Linked DNA regions of Mus musculus: region 2 is linked to region 1. The links are chromatin contacts, called in public Hi-C maps. All regions are on one chromosome and are shown on one strand. The core of a region is the stretch at or near the end of the contact, and the rest is flanking DNA. Distances in the headings are between cores, read along the strand shown.

Region 1 (7,854 bases), core at 1,824-4,323:
GTCTGTAGAGATCTTAATGTTGCTGCCAGGTACCATGACCTATGGGAGGCTGGGGAGTGTCTTAAGTTTTCATACTTGTGCTCAAGATTTATATACTCATCTTCTACAGAAGCCAGTTAGTATCACATACACAGAAAACACAAATCAGCTCATTCATAGTTCAAATCAAACTATTCAAAAGTAGATATTTCTACTCACCAGACACAGGTTCACAGATGTCTTAGTCTGTTTTGGTAATTATTAACAAGATATTCAATCTGCATAATTTGTTTATTCGTCCTATTGTTTGTTATTGGTGGTATTGGAGGTTGAGCCTAGGACCCTCTGGCATACAGGTCTTTTTCTCACTACATTATCAAGATAAACCTCAAATTGGGGCTGGTGAGATGGCTCAGTGGGTAAGAGCACCCGACTGCTCTTCCGAAGGTCAGGAGTTCAAATCCCAGCAACCACATGGTGGCTCACAACCATCCGATCACGAGATCTGATTCCCTCTTCTGGAGTGTCTGAAGACAGCTACAGTGTACTTACATATAATAAATAAATAAATAAATCTAAAAAAAAAAAAAAAAAAAAAAAGATAAACCTCAAATTAACTTTGTAGCCCAAGTAGGCCTTGAAGTTGAATCCTCTAACCTTAGCCTAAGCAGCTGGGATCACAGGGCGGCTGTACCAGGGAACTTTTTAAAGAACAAATTTATTCAATTGCAGAAGTAAATAGAGTCCAAGATCATGTCACTCGCCTTCAGCTTCCAGGCAGGGAAGGGTGTGCTGTTCCACCCGAGAGTAAGGGAGAAAGGGAGGACAGGCTCTGAAAAAGACACACACCTGCTCAAGAGACACAGGGACAGCGAAGCTGCTGGCTTCCGAGCAACCTGCTCTCCTGATAACTAGCCCACTCTTACAGAAGCTACACCCAACCTAGCATGACGATGGAGCTCTCATGATCCAATCACCTTTTCCCCCTCTTTGAGACAAAGTCTTCAAGTTGGTCTAGGTTGGCCTAGAACTCTCTATGTAGCCCAGGTTGGCCTTGAACTTCCTACCTCTCTGCCTCTTAAGTGATGGAGTTACAGGTATGAACTACAGGACTCCCTGTATTCTAAACTGGCCTTTATGTATTTAGAATGATCTTTAGCCCTGGCTGTTCTGGAACTTGCTCTATAGACCAGGCTGGCCTAGAGCTCAGAGATCTGCTTGCTTACACCTCCCTAGGGCTTTAAGTGCTAGAACTACAGGCATATGTTGTCATGCCCAGCTTCTAATTATCTCAACACAGTTACACTGAAAATTCCATTTCAGCCTGCATTTCGATGGGAGCAAACCATGATCAAACCATGGCAACAGGCCCATTTTATAAAGAAACCAGTGTCTGGCTCCTGGATCACATCACAGTCGTAGAGCTGGCAGCAGAAGAGGACTTGGGCTTAGCTGGCTGGTGTAGGCCTTTGGGACCAGCCTTTCCGCTCACAGCCTGGCCCCATCCACTTCTAGCACAAGTTCTGTTTCCTGTGTGCTGCTGTGTGATCACATGCTCCTGCCACCATGAACCAAACCAAACACTTCCTCTCCATGATGGACAACACCCTACAACAAATCCTTCCTCCCTCTGGTTGCTTCTGTCACATAGTCAGTCTCAGGAACAGAAATAGGAACGAATACTGATCCACTGGTTAAACTCTTCCTCATGGACCCAAGCATGCATCCAACAGTTATTTATCGCATGCCTACCACACAGCAGGAACTGGGGATACAAGGACAAGCTGATGAGCCCAACCTCTCTGCCTTCAAGAAGCACAAAAAACACAAGCCAGACAATCAGCATGTGACTCCGGCTAGGAAGTCCAATCAGGTGAGACGGAAGCTGCCAGGCCAAGGCCCTTTCATTTTAGAGGCCTGTGTAAGTCAACTCACCCAGCAGAGTATGGAAGGCTGCAAGATGTCACTTGCAGATCTAGACATCTAAGCAGGCATGCTGCAGGAAAGAACTCATTATACCTATGACAGGGCTTGGCAAACTGGGCACACCACCACCCCTCTGCTCTGTTATCTGTCCTCAGAGGATAGAAGAGAGCAATAGATCCCCTGGGACTGGAGTTCCAAATGGCTGAGTTGCCATGCCGGTCTGGGAACAGAACCCGGGTCCTCTGCAGGAACACCCACTACTGGGCCACCTCTCTAGCACCTGGTGTCCCCCTTTCTAAACATCATTGCCACCAAGGTGGAAGCCAAGAAAAAAGACAGGGAAGGCAGAGAACATATGTTCACAGTATCCCTGTCACCAGCCATGATTCCCCATGTGCATCAACAGTTTGCCAGGAAGACAGCCTTTACCAGATAAACCCCTCAACTTGGGCTAGAACCATGAGCAAAAATAACACCTTTTCTTTGTTTTGCTGAGCCAGGGTCTCAGAACGCAGCCCAGGCTATCCTCAAACTTGCAAGCATCCTGCCTCTGCCTCCCAGACGCTGAAATTACAAGTGGGTACCACTAAATCTGACACTCTTTTCTATATTACCTAGCCTGGGGTATTGCATCACTAACAATAGAACACTGGCTAAAATACCACTAGACAGCATGGCCATGGACAAGGAAAGCCTCTGGGCCTCCCTTCCCTCACCAGCACATACCCGAACTGAACAGGGTTGTGATACAATTCTAATAAGACAATATTCCCACACCTAGCACCCTGCCTTTACTGTTCCACTCACTGGATTAAAAACAAGCCAACTGTCGTGACATTTAAATAGCACTGTAATGTTGCACCCTCTGGGTAGTGGGTAAACTGTCAACCCACAGTTGACTAGATCAACACTGAGGCTGTCTGTCCTAAAGTTAAAATCTTCCCAGGACAAATATCTTCGTCAGTCAGTAGTTCTGGGACTGACACAGGCATCTTTTTTTCTCTTGGCTAAAGTTAGCACTAGGCCACTTAGAGCGTGGAAATCAGGAGGTAACAGCATCACTGTTTCGACAGTGGGGCCACCAGGCATGAGTCACTTTTGCTCTGCTCCACATAATCATGCTACACTAAGGGTGTCACATCCTCGGGAGCCAGCGCCAGCTTCCCTTCAAAAAAGAAACCGTCTCACAGCCAACTGTGTGGGGAAGCGTGAAGAGGTCAGGCTGTAACACACGTGAGCACACAGGTGACAAAGAGCGGGTGCGTCTGCATGTGTGATGCAGACACTACACTCCAGACCTGACCAGAGCCAGATGACACGCCCAGGATATGTCTGACGTGGACCTTTTCTGAGTTTCCCATGCTTCTCTTGGGAATAAGGACAGAATGTAAAGAGACGAGAAAACAACAGACAGATTTGGAGAGGGCCCCTCCATCCACTGCAGCGACAGCTTTCCTTTCTTGTTTTTTGTTTTTTTAGTTCTCAATAAAGAGAGATCATGTTGTCATTTTCAGAATATTCCTTAGATAGAAGGGAGGGGAAACAAATCTAGAAATTTAACAGAGCCCAAATAAGCTTGTAACCTGAGGAGAGCTAAAAGTTATTTATGATCAATAGCGTTCAAAACCACTCCAAGAAAACAGAAGCCACCTTGAACGCCTGTAAGGGCAGCAAGGGGCTCTCAAAGTCTAGACGTGGGCTTTTTCTGCAGAGATGTGCCACAGGAAAAGGGGGGAAGGGGAGAGGGAGGAGTGTCACGCTGGGCTCAAAAACATGGGATGAACAGAGTCCCTGCCTCCTCATGTATAAAACTGGAAATACCTAATGCCAACAGAGGATCCTTGAAAATTATTATATAGCAGTGACCTTTAAATGTTCCTGATTCTATACCCTATATAACTATGTATACAAATAACTCAGAAACTGTATCAATGACAATTATACTTTTAGAGTTTAAATTTTTAAAAATTATGTGCATATATGTGGGTGGGTGTACAGACACCTGGGATCCTCTGGAGCTGAAGTTAAGGGCAGCTGTGAAGTGGCCTGACTTGGTGCTGGGACATAAAACTCAAGCCTTCTGCAGGAGCTGCACTGCTCTCAACCGTATCTCTCCAGCTCCACTGCCTGCTGTTGTTTTGCTTTGTTTTGCCATGGTCTCATTACACAGCTGCATCCTGGAAATCACTATCTAGACCAGGCTGACCGCCTGCCTCTGCCTTCCAAAGGCAGAGATCACAGACAAGCACCACCAATATGCCAGGTGACAACCATAGTTTTTTGGTTTGGTTTGGTTTTTTTGGTTTTTCGAGACAGAGTTTCTCTGTGTAGCCCTGGCTGTCCTGGAACTCACTTTGTAGACCAGGCTGTCCTCGAACTCAGAAATCCACCTGCCTCTGCCTCCCAAGGATTGGGATTAAAGTCGTGAGCCACCACGCCCGGCCTACAACCATAGTTTTATGCTAAAAATCTTATGAAGTACACAAAACGGCCAGAAAAATGTAAATATGGAGAAATAAATAGAAATTTGAAATTCGGGCTGGTGAGATGGCTCAGTGGGTAAGAGCACCCGACTGCTTTTCCAAAGGTCTGAAGTTCAAATCCCAGCAACCACATGGTGGCTCACAACCACCCGGAATGAGATCTGACTCCCTCTTCTGGAGAGTCTGAGGACAGCTACAGTGTACTTACATGTAATAAATAAATAAATTTAAAAAATAATAATAATAAATAAATAAATAACTTAAAAAAAAAAAAGAAATTTGAAATTCTAATATATTCATTCCAAAAGATCATCTCAGGAGCCCCACCCCAGGAGGCCCAAAGCCTGACACATGGCATTCACAGATGACATTTTTGTTCTCAGCCCATGTCTCACTGTGCACAGAGAGAAGCTAGCAGCAGGCGCCATCAGTGATAGTAATTGGTCTCTTTCCTCTTGGCCCTCTCCTGCAGTTCCATTGGCATCGAGCCTGATGCCAGAATCTCCAGGTAGATAACACTTCTAGGCACGGTGGCGCACACCTTTATTCCAGCAGTTGGCAGGCAGAGGCAGGCAGATCTCTATGAGTGCAAGGCTAGCCTGGTCTACACAGTAAATTCTAGGACAGCCAGGGCTACATAGTGAGACTGCCTGAAAAATAAGAATATAGAATCCCAATATTCAGCAATGACAGATCCTCAAAATAGAGCAAATTGCAGGGCAGACCTAAGAGGAACTAGCCAGAAGCGCTGCTCTCTGGGGCCGTGGAGAGCTTCAAAACTGCCTGATAAGTAGGCAAGCATGGTCTACACAGCAGGCTTCCGGATGAGCTGTTTGAGTTCCTGGACAACAGAGATATCCAAAGTCTTAGCAACACCCCAATGGGCTGCAGAGATGGCTCAGCGGTTAAGAGCACTGACTGCTCTTCCAGAGGTACTGAGTTTGATTCCCAGCAACCACATGGTGGCTCACAACCATCTGTAATGGGATCTGATGCCCCCTTCTGGTGTGTCCGAAGACAGCTACAGTGTACTCACATATATTAAATAAATGAATAAATAAATAAATCTTACACGCACGCGCGCGCACACACACACTCACACACACACACCCCCGATTCGAACACCTTCAGCCATCAGCTCACTCAGCCGTTAGCCGGAGGGAGGCTTACATACCTTTAGTATTTCGGGCTCCTTGATGTCCAGGGATCTCGTGCTCTGGTGCCGCAGAGCTTTGAGTGATTTGTGGTGTTTGTGAGCACTTGGTGGTGTAAAGAACCAAATCATGCAGACTGCAGTCATGAAGCCGAGGCCGACGCCCAGGAAGAGCCCACTCATGTAGTAGGGGAGTGGGAGGATGAGGTACGCGTAGACACACATTATAAAGAAGCCGAGCGTCTTTACAGGTAACTCCTGGTGCTCGGTGGCCGAGTCCTCTTCATCCTCGCTCTCCAGAGCCACGCCATCGCTGGCAAGCACCTCTGGCTTGAGGGGGAGATCGAGGGTCTTATCAAGTCTCCCCTCGCCCTCAGTCTCCAGCTCAAAGTCCTCCGTGTACAGTTCACAGAACTCTTCATCCTCCTTGCTCACTAAAGCAGACAGAGAACACTTCTCAAGAACCAGAGAACTTGTCTTCAGACCTAAGTCCTTCAGACTACTCGCCTGGGAACCCTTGGGCTCCACTTCCTTCGAGGCGTCTTCAGTGGGCTTCAGGTGGTCGCTCCTGGAGGTGTTGGAGTCGCTGCCGTAGCCTTCCCCCTCCGAGTCCCCCTCCTCCTCCTTGATGCTGTAGTTATTGCTTTCCAAGTGCCCGTTCAAGCCGGACAGGCTGGAGAGCTCTGAAGCACTTGCAGATAAGGCTTTGGGCCTATGGCTGCCGCTCTCCTCCCCGATGATCTTGCTGAGGAGCTGGAAGGGCTCATAGATAACTTCAGAAAGGCGTCGCTTAGTGTCTTCGATTTTTGCCTCCATTTCGGGCACTTTAAAAAAGGAACGAGTGTCAGAGGGCGAAGTCAGGGGGGAAGAAGGCGCAGTCTTGGAGTCTCCACCCGTGTTCCGTGGCTGTGTGAACTGTTTGAAGAGGTGCAGGTTGAGTTTGGAGTCGGGGGGCTTGTAGGACACGGTGTCCGACTCCTGCCGGGAAGTGTCTGTGGACAGAGACTTGACCAGAGTCTTCATCAAGTGTCTGTGCCTCGGGGGGTGGGGGGACTCTTTTGGCTCCACCTCAGTTGACAGGGACTTCACCAGGCTCATGAAGGGCTTTGCGCTTGAGAGGGCCGAGGACGAGGCACTGGAGGACAGGACAGGGGACTTGGAAGGAGAAGACAGTGGAGACGAAGAACTGGTTTTCTGCTCAGAAAGGGACGACACACTGGGAGAACTAGCTAAGGGTCCAGATGAAGATGATCCTGGAGACAGAGCCAATGGCACTGGACTTAATACCTGCAGTGCTGGAGCAGGGGACTCCAGCAGCTTTACAGTGTTCTCAGAGACAGGCAAAATGGCAGGGGACTCAGACACAGACAGCCCATCTGCAGGGGCCGTCGAGACGGGGCCTGCAGGGTCATGGCCACCCTGGGATTCAAGATACAGGTCCTCCTTGGCTTCAAGCCCCGTTACAATGCTTTGGTCATCTAGCCCCTCCTCCAGGTAGCCCCTGAACTCCTCCTCCTCTTCCTCCTCCTCCTCCCCGGAAGCCGAGAAATGAATGGCGATGGTGTCTCGGGACACAGACCTTTGCACGTGCACTTTGGGGGCTGATGGTTTTGGCATGTCAATGGTTTTCTCAGCATGGCGACCATTCAGACTTGTCATTGCCGGCTTTGCAAAGGCTCAGGCTCTGAAAAAAACAGCAAGAAGAGAACAAGTCAGAGAGTGGCCTCTCCACAGGTGACTGGGTCACATGTAGCTCCAAGGCCAGACTTGGATGGCGATTATGCTTTTCCATGGCAGATGGCCATAGCGTCACACTTTGGAAGGTTTAGTGGTTTAATTCCCACCAGATAAATTCCAGCTAGGCATTCTCTCTTAGGAGCAAACCACACACCAGCTTTCTAAATGCCAACAATCTGTCTCACTTGCAACTGCTAAATAACCACTCCTTCCCTTTAACCGGCTTATTTCTACCAGCAACCCTCTCTACTACAAAGCAAAAATGAAGCACCTGGCTGAGCTTAAGGCTCCTGAGACAGAAATTTCACCACTAGTTTTCTGGCTGTGTAAAGTTAACTCAAGATGATTTCTGCTTCCGCTGCAGGGTCACAGCCGCCCTAACAATGTGCCTCAAGTCTCCCACAGTGGCCACCCTGTTCTGCTACCTTGTAATAAGTGGCTAAACAGCCACATAGGGAAACCTAGAAACTAATTGTCATGACCTGTTGTTGTTCTTACATGCCAAGTGCCATCCAGCCAGGGCACTGAGGCCTCACATAAAACAAGCATTGGCTCAGAACTGAATCCATTACTCAC
Region 2 (7,854 bases), core at 2,203-4,702, 260 kb after region 1:
GCTCAGGGCAGATTTAGTGTTGTCTAGGAAAGCAAATTATAGTGGATTTAGGAGAAGAGAAATTTGTGCTCTGGCCTGTAAATGTGAGTGGGGTGGGGAGAGCACTGTAAAATACAGAGCAACAAACTGCAAAACAAATGTACAGGATACACAGCACTGCTTTAAAACTTTGTGCCAGAAAATAGTGGCCTCTTACTGCATGTGAGCACAGGGAACCATTGGTCAGAATGAAGCTTTCCTGATGGAACAGAGCGCCTGGAGGCAGGCGACGTGGGGACAGATAAATATTCACATTAAACACAAGGCAAGTCCAGGTTCTGTGACACTGGGGATTTTTGTTTGCTTAGCACCTATTTGGAAGTAATCAGGTAATGTAATTTTGAAATCGAAATCTAAACCATGTTTTTGATGTCTGTGCTATTGAAGACCGTTACATAGGGCAGTTTCCTCTAAAGCTCTGTCAAGTCACTGTAATAAAGTTAAAAGGCACTCAGAAAGCAGTGGGATTTGCCTGTGTTACACTGCATGGAAAACCACTGAAAGCAGCGTCTCCTTAGCACTGCATCCCTGTCCTCTGAGACAGGGTCTCAAGGAAGCCTCAATCCACTGTGTAGGTGAGACTGGCCTTGGCATGCTGACGCTTCTGCCTCTGCCTCCCCAGTGACAGGATCACGGGTGTCGGCCACCAGGCTGAGTTACACTTCCTGTCAAGTGCTCCTCATGGCCCTGTGCCAAGCTCAGCAAAATCTGCTATTCTTCTTTCACATCCATGTTTAAAAATAATAGTGCATTGTTCTGATGGTTGAATTTTAAAATCCAATGTGATTTTTTTTTAAATGGTTGCAACCCCTCACCCCAGAATTTTTGTTACCTTCTAGATCACAGGATGGGCCACACACCTTGAAAGCGTAACCTCCACACTTGAAGTCAGCAGTGTGGCAGCCTGGCCTCCAGTCCCTCACTTCATGAACTCTTTAGTTCTAGAGTAAATTATACGACTGCCTTAGAGTCACTCTTATGTGAGGCAAGGTCTGCTGTGTCGCTCAGGCTGGCCTCAAACTTGAACTGGCCCTTCTGCCTTAGCTTCCCAGGAGCCAGGATCACGGGCATGGTCAGCCCAGCTGACGTCATGCATGTATGACATTCTTGGCCCACCATGCCCACTACCACCTCCAGCTCAACCAATGAGGTAAAAGCAGGGCTCTCAAACTTGTTAAACGATTTTTAGAGCAAAAATTTTCCTTTTAGAAACTTAATTAAAATATAAGTTAGATGTACTTATTAGAGACTTTGGTTTATAGAAATAGCATATAAAAGACAAGCTGACCCAGCAAAGAATGAAAATCCACCCCATCACATACTGAGAAGCTATAAAAATGCAGTATTTCAATTTAAGATGAAAGTAAATCCAAAATACCTGATCTTCTTGATTCAAGAACATGAGGTCTTTTTTTTTTTTTTAAGTCATCTTAAAAACAGGAAGGGTAGCAAATAAACTGTTTAAATGGCTGCATTAAGAATTTCCAAGAAAGTCACACTTGAAAAATATAAAACCCCACTTAAGCTACGGTGACCCACATAATGCAAAATATAACACTCTGCTATAGAAAAACACAACTAAACATGTAAATGGCTTAATTTCATCAAGGTAATGATCCCTCTTTAGCCAATTGTTTACAAAGGTGGAACAATCCAAAATAACTTTATTTAATTTCTTACAAAGAGCAGGTATAGGAGTTGTTCAAAAATCATGTACTCAATCAAAATGAAGTGTGACTTGTACCGACTGCTGGAGTTGTCTTGCTATGCGGGAGAGACATGAGTCTGACAAGCAATTTGGGGAGATAACCTTGTATAAAAATAGTAGTAGTCTTTTAAGTGTAGAATACTGCCTAACTCTGGAGACGCAGGGGGTCAGCATTCTTTAGGTTCAAGGTATTAATTTTTAAATAGCAGCTGAGTGTGTCCTCATGGCAAAGCATAAAGACCTTTACTTTTCCTTGAAAAGGAATTTCAAAATTGTCCTTTCCCCTCCCAGTGTCCTAGAATCTAAGGAACAGGGGAGGAGGCTGTCCTGTATCCCAGCGTTCTCTGAAGCGCTGCTGAAGGAGGCTGTTGGCCAGGGAATAAATAAGAGCTGTAGGTAAGTCCTTGGTGCCCATCATTCCACAGCAAAGCCACATGTCTCCTCGATGGCCGTTAGCAGCTTTTCATAGAGCTTCTCATAGCTTTCATAGGGTGGAATGTCTATTCGATTGAAGCTGTAAATAAGCAAATCAGCCTTGATCATTCGCTCAGAACAAGTCAGCAGGTACAGCAGGCGAGCATTACATAGGCTTCGTGTCATACAGGAAGGTAGAAGGGCAGCCCTCTAAAGCAGAGGCCACGACTTTGGGGTTTGCTTACTGATTTCTGAATAACTTCACTTTTAAAATCACTTAAAAGAAGTGCTCATCATTTCTTTTAAACAAAAACTTACCGAGAATGACAGAGGAAAAGCTACAAAAATAACTCACCAAGTGTGGGCTTTTGGCAAGTTGTTCGTGCAGGCATCAATCTGGTGTATGGTAAAGAGCCGTGGGCCTGCAGCACCTGCCAGTGAAGGAATGTGGGTCAGATCACAGCAGGCACACGAACCCATCTCCAAAGCCTCAGAATAGATGAGAACATAAGCCACAGGAGCTGGGGAGCACCTTGTATCCACACACACCAACTTGGGGGCGCATAGGAAAAGGAGCCTGGCTTTGAGGTTGTAAGTGACATGTGTTTAAGGCCAGGTGCCATAGCATCAGCAGTGCTGTCTGAGCAAAAGGCTTAACCGATGTCCCTCTGCCAACAAAACACGTGCCACAGAATATTTGCATCCCAAGCAATAAGAACACACTAGGTTTGCTTTTCTTTTCCTCTCTGTAACCTTGGCTGTCTTGGAATTCCCTCTGTAGACCAGGTTGGCCTCTGCCTCCCAAGTGCTGGGATTAAAGACCTGTGCCACCACCCACCACTGCCTGGCCTTTTTTTTTTTTTTTTGTGGTTTTTCAAGACAGGCTTTCTCTGTATAGTCCTGGCTGTCCTGGAACTCACTTTGTAGACCAGGCTGGCCTTGAACTCAGAAATCCGCCGGCCTCTGCCTCCCGAGTGCTGGGATCAAAAGCGTGCGCCATCACACCCGGCTTTTTTTTTTTTTTTTTTTTGAAATAGAATCTTGCTATGTAGTTCAAGATAGTCTTAAACTCAAGATCCTCCTGCCTCAGCTTCCAGAAGACTAGGATTATAGGCATATGCTATTATGCTTAAAATATACATTTGCATCCTATTTTAAAAGATGACTAACGCAAATTTAGACTTATGACTCAAGCTGAGCTTAAGCAAAGATTAGCAGTCTAGAGGATACACTTTCAGTCAGCACACATGCCCCATACAAACACAGAAGAGAAGACGACACCACGCTCCCCAAAAGGAGAACACAACGTCAGGCAGCTTTGCCCAGGCTTTCTGAGCGCTCTGTGGGCAACTGCTGATGAGTTCTGACTAGTCCCGCTTTGCGGATTCTCCCTCCTCTCCAGCAGTTTTGAAAAGGAAGCGCTGAAAGGTGAAGGAAGCAATGGCCACTGAATGATCCACCACAATCATCAGCAATGTTACCAACTCAAGCAAAATGCAACAGCTTATCCCACAGAAAAGCAATCCTAAACAATTTAAGATGGTCTGAAGTCATATAGTAAATAAAGCGCTCTGAACAAACAACTGGCTAAAAGAAAGGCAGAGGAGGCATCTTAGGTGAGTAAAGGTTTTGCCAAGCTGAGATGTCAACATGGAGGTGAATGACCTTCCCTACAGAAGTAAAGCAGGGTGACCACAAGGTACAAAACAGAGCATCAGTACCTAGGCTCCAACCTACATTCCACAGCGCACTCTGTGATCACAGAGAAGCCTGTCAGAACCCTCTCCAGAAGGAGCTGCGAAGGCAGTTCCATGCAGGAGCTAGTCAGAGATCTTTATAAGCACAGGGCTTATAAAACTGCAACATACCCCAGACAACGTGATTCTCTCCACCCATGCACGAGTAGATGCCAGGTACCTGTGTGCCCATCCCATGACACCTCACCTTGTAGTGCTTTGAAGCCCTGCAGAGGCACTCGAGAGGACCCTGTCACAAACTGGAGCAACCGTGCTCGTCTCTCTTCATCAAAAAACTCCACCGCTTTCCAGAACCACTTGACGACATTGCTGTCTGGGGTACAGTGTTTTAACCGGGTGTTGACCTTCCAGTCACTCACATCAATTTTGCCAAGTCCACAAATAATGAGCTGTTGAAATATTTGCAGGAGTGGTAAGCCAGTGGGCATCAAAGCTGCGCCTCCCAAGTCGTCTTAGATTAGCAGTGAGCATCCCACAGGCGCACAGCTGCACTACCTGGAAAGCTTTCAGAACAGACCCAACAGACCCTGTGCTGCAGAGACTGTAACTCTGTCTGCTGGCAGTCAGCTCGGAATCCTTTCTTTTTTCTTTCTTTTTTTTTTTGGAGACAGGGTTTTTCTCTGTGTAACCTTAGCTAACCTGGAACTCACTCTCTTGAACAGGCTGGCTTCAATCTCAGAGACTTGCCTGCCTCTGTCTCTCCAGCTCTGTCATTAAAGGCAAGTGACACCACTGCTCTGTATCTTTAAATCTCCAGAAGTATCTACTCATTGTAGGTCCTGTCCCCAGTGTCTGATAATCACTGTAATGGACTCTGACAAGAACAAAGAGTTGTAAAAACTCCAGTTCAAAATAGAATTCTAAAATTTTAAAACATTAGACAAAAATCAAGACTCAGTAAACACAAGCTGGGCGTAACACACCATGCTTATCATCCCAGCACTAAAGAGGCTGAGGCAGGAGGATCAACATGAGTTTAAGGCTAGCTTGAGCTACTACCTTGTCTCCAAAAGAGGATGAGAAGAAATAATACTACAGGTTTCTCTGTGCCTTTCTTAGGTCTGCACTGATTTACATTCATTTTAACACTGTTAGCTTACAATCTGAGGCAATTCATCAGCCTGCAGTGTTCTTTGCTCTAATATCACAGTCACCTCTACCTCATTTTACCTGTGAAAATGATCCAGAGTGTACCACAAGAAACATGTTGGATATGTAACATAATTCACTTAACTAACAACTTTGACATTATATTAAAATGTAAATACTTGAGGGCCAGGCGTTGTGGCACACACTTTTAAACTCAGCATTCAGGCAGAGGCAGAGCTGCTGAGTTGGAGGTCAACCTGGTCTACACAAAGTGAGTTCCAGAACAGCCAATGCTACCTAGAGAAACCTTTGTCTTGAAAAAAAAAATACATGAATTCTGCTATAGTGTCCACTTGACATCCTAATACAATCAATATTTAAGAACTATACTAAAGTCATTTTGATACTAACATGTCTCTACAGATTAAAATATACACATACACACATATATAACTAGTTTGCTTTATTCATTTAATTGTATGTAGGTAGGTAGGTAGGTAGGTAGGTAGGTATACATGAACACAAGCTACAATACACAGGTGGAATTCAGAGGACAACTTTCAGGAATCATTTTTCTCCTACCATCTAGGGTCTGGGAATTGAACTCAGGTCATCAGATTTGTTGGCATGTGGCCTCACCTGTCAAATCATCTTGAGACCCCAATCAACAGTTTATCAGGGAATTCTAACAGTGTGTAAGCTATAATTTAATCTATATAGTTCACATTTCAATAGTGACAAAACTACACTGTAAGCCAGGCGTGGTGGCACATGCCTTGAATCCCAGTACTCTGGAGGCAGAGGCAGCGGATTTCTGAGTTGGAGGCCAGCCTGGTCTACAAAGTGAGTTCCAGGACAGCCAGGGCTACACAGAAAAACAAACAAACAAACAAACAAAAAACCCTACACTGTAAATCTTGCCCACCAAATAAAATTCACCTCCCAAAAGGGTGGTCTGAATATGTATGGCCCATAGGGAATGGTACTGTTGGGAGAAGTGGCCTTGTTGGAGGAAGCGTGTCGTTGTGGGGTGGGCTTTGAAGCTCCACCCAGTGTGGAAGGGTCAGTCTGCTCCTGGCTTCCTTTGGGTGAAGCTGTAGAACTCTCAGCTCCTCCAGCATCATCCCTGCCTAGACACTGCCATGCTTCCACCTTGATGATAATGGACTGAACCTGTAAGCCATCCCCAATTAAATGTCCTTTATAAGAGTTGTCTTGGTCATAGTGTCTCTTCACAGCAATTAGAACACTAACTAAGACAATGGCTCTGAAATAATGAATTCAGACCACTAAAAATGCTTTGTAAATCCTGTTTGTCAGAAGAGTGCCTGTTATAGTGCAAACTCTTGATTCACAACATAAACGAGGTCGTATATCTCAGGTCCACTCCACCCTAGCCATTTAGCTTTAGGTTCCCTTCCTCCTGCCTTGTCTTTGGCCATTTCATTATTCTGTCACAAAAGGAACGGGGGATAGTACAGAGTCAACTGATTGTTTGCAAACATCTATTAAAGAGACCAGCAGGCCTGGAGAGACAGGTGGCTCAGTGGTTAAAAGCACTTGCTGCTCTTCCAAGGGAACTGAATTTACCATGTTGGGTGGCTACAACCATCTGTAACCCCAGGTCCAGGGATCTAAAACCTCTGGCCTCCCTGGTTATCTGCACTCACATACACATACCCACATGCAGACACATGCATTTATACATAATTTAAAAATAATAAAGATAATAGATTTTTAAAAAGACAAGGAAGAAAAAGTCATTAACACTAATAAAGAAAATCATTTAAAAATGATCTATACTCTTCAAGTAGTTGTCACTTCCTCGCCACTGGATAAACTGTAGACTAAAATCTTTTTATGTACTTACTCTTCTTGGACAAGGACTTGCTATGTAGCCCAGGCTGGCCTTAAATTTTCAATCTTCGTGTCTCAGCCCAAGTGCTGTATTACAGCCATGCTCCACCACTCCCAACAAACCTCACTATGTCTTTCATAGTAGTTTAGTTTTAAGTTGGATGTGTTTACTGTGGTACTCTAAGGGTAAACTTTACACAGAGGGAAAGTCAACGGTTCAATACAGAGCTGGTTACTGTTATTATATGGGTGTTTGCCATATAAGGCCCGGGAATGGTTAAACACCTCATCATTTATCTTGTTTCATTTCTTCTAAATGTATTCTAGCAAAGATGAGCAATAGTTGAGCTTAACATTTTATTGAAATCAATTTCAGTATGTTAGAGACAAAGTAAGATACTTAAATAAGCCAAATAAATCAAGAAATGACAAAAAGTTGGGAGGAGGGCCCAGACTGCAGGGTGGCTCAGTGGGTAAAAATACTTGCCAAGCAAGCATGGCAACCTGAGCTCAACGCCCAAAACCATAAAGAGCGAGCTGACATCACAAAGCTGTCCTCTGCCCCACATGTAAGCACTGGAAGGATTCTAAGTGGGAAGAATGTCTAAGTGGCTTGAAAAGGAAGGGACTTGAGAGGTAGCTTAGCTGGTGGAGTGCGGATCCCTGGGCTTAATTTCAGCACTCAGTTGGGGCGGGGGAGCAGAAAGCCAGAAATGACCTTTAGGTCATCGCCATCTACATAGTCCCAGACTAGTTAGAAAGGCGGCAAAGGATATATAAATTAAGAATGTCTCCATATGGGGCTGGAGAGAAGGCTCAGCTTGCTGCACTTTTAGAGTCAAGTTTGATTCCTAGTACACATGACAGGCAGCTAACGATCACCTGTAACTACAGCTCCACCTCTCAGGTCACTGAGGGCACCTGTACCAATGTGCACAGCCCTGCACACACACGGACATGTGCGCACATACTCATAAAGCCATAAATAAG

The links. A called contact is a pair of places that touch in the nucleus more often than the background predicts.
Region 2: a contact with region 1 is called in a Hi-C map of cerebral cortex, with 3 times the contacts expected there. The contact joins two enhancer-like sites. A contact is called at or near these places in 1 of 39 promoter capture datasets (cranial neural crest), 1 of 484 Hi-C or Micro-C datasets (cerebral cortex) and 3 of 9 other capture datasets (adipose tissue, liver and pancreatic islet).

What each region holds. Positions count from the first base shown.
Region 1 is chr11:106,561,403-106,569,256 of GRCm38.p6, forward strand. It overlaps Tex2 (testis expressed gene 2), which reads right to left. Exons shown (of 12, transcript NM_198292.3): 2 at 5,563-7,225. The coding sequence starts at 7,200. Among named protein-coding and RNA genes, the nearest start is that of Tex2, 48 kb to the right of the region's middle. Within about 2 kb of position 3,074, at least 94 of the 459 cell types and tissues checked have an H3K27ac peak or open chromatin away from gene starts, as enhancers often do. A contact at or near this core is called in cerebral cortex, where this site is marked.
Region 2 is chr11:106,820,504-106,828,357 of GRCm38.p6, forward strand. It overlaps Smurf2 (SMAD specific E3 ubiquitin protein ligase 2), which reads right to left. Exons shown (of 19, transcript NM_025481.3): 17 at 4,106-4,307; 18 at 2,517-2,592; 19 at 1-2,261. The coding sequence ends at 2,162. Among named protein-coding and RNA genes, the nearest start is that of Cep95, 35 kb to the left of the region's middle. Within about 2 kb of position 3,453, at least 18 of the 459 cell types and tissues checked have an H3K27ac peak or open chromatin away from gene starts, as enhancers often do. A contact at or near this core is called in cerebral cortex, where this site is marked.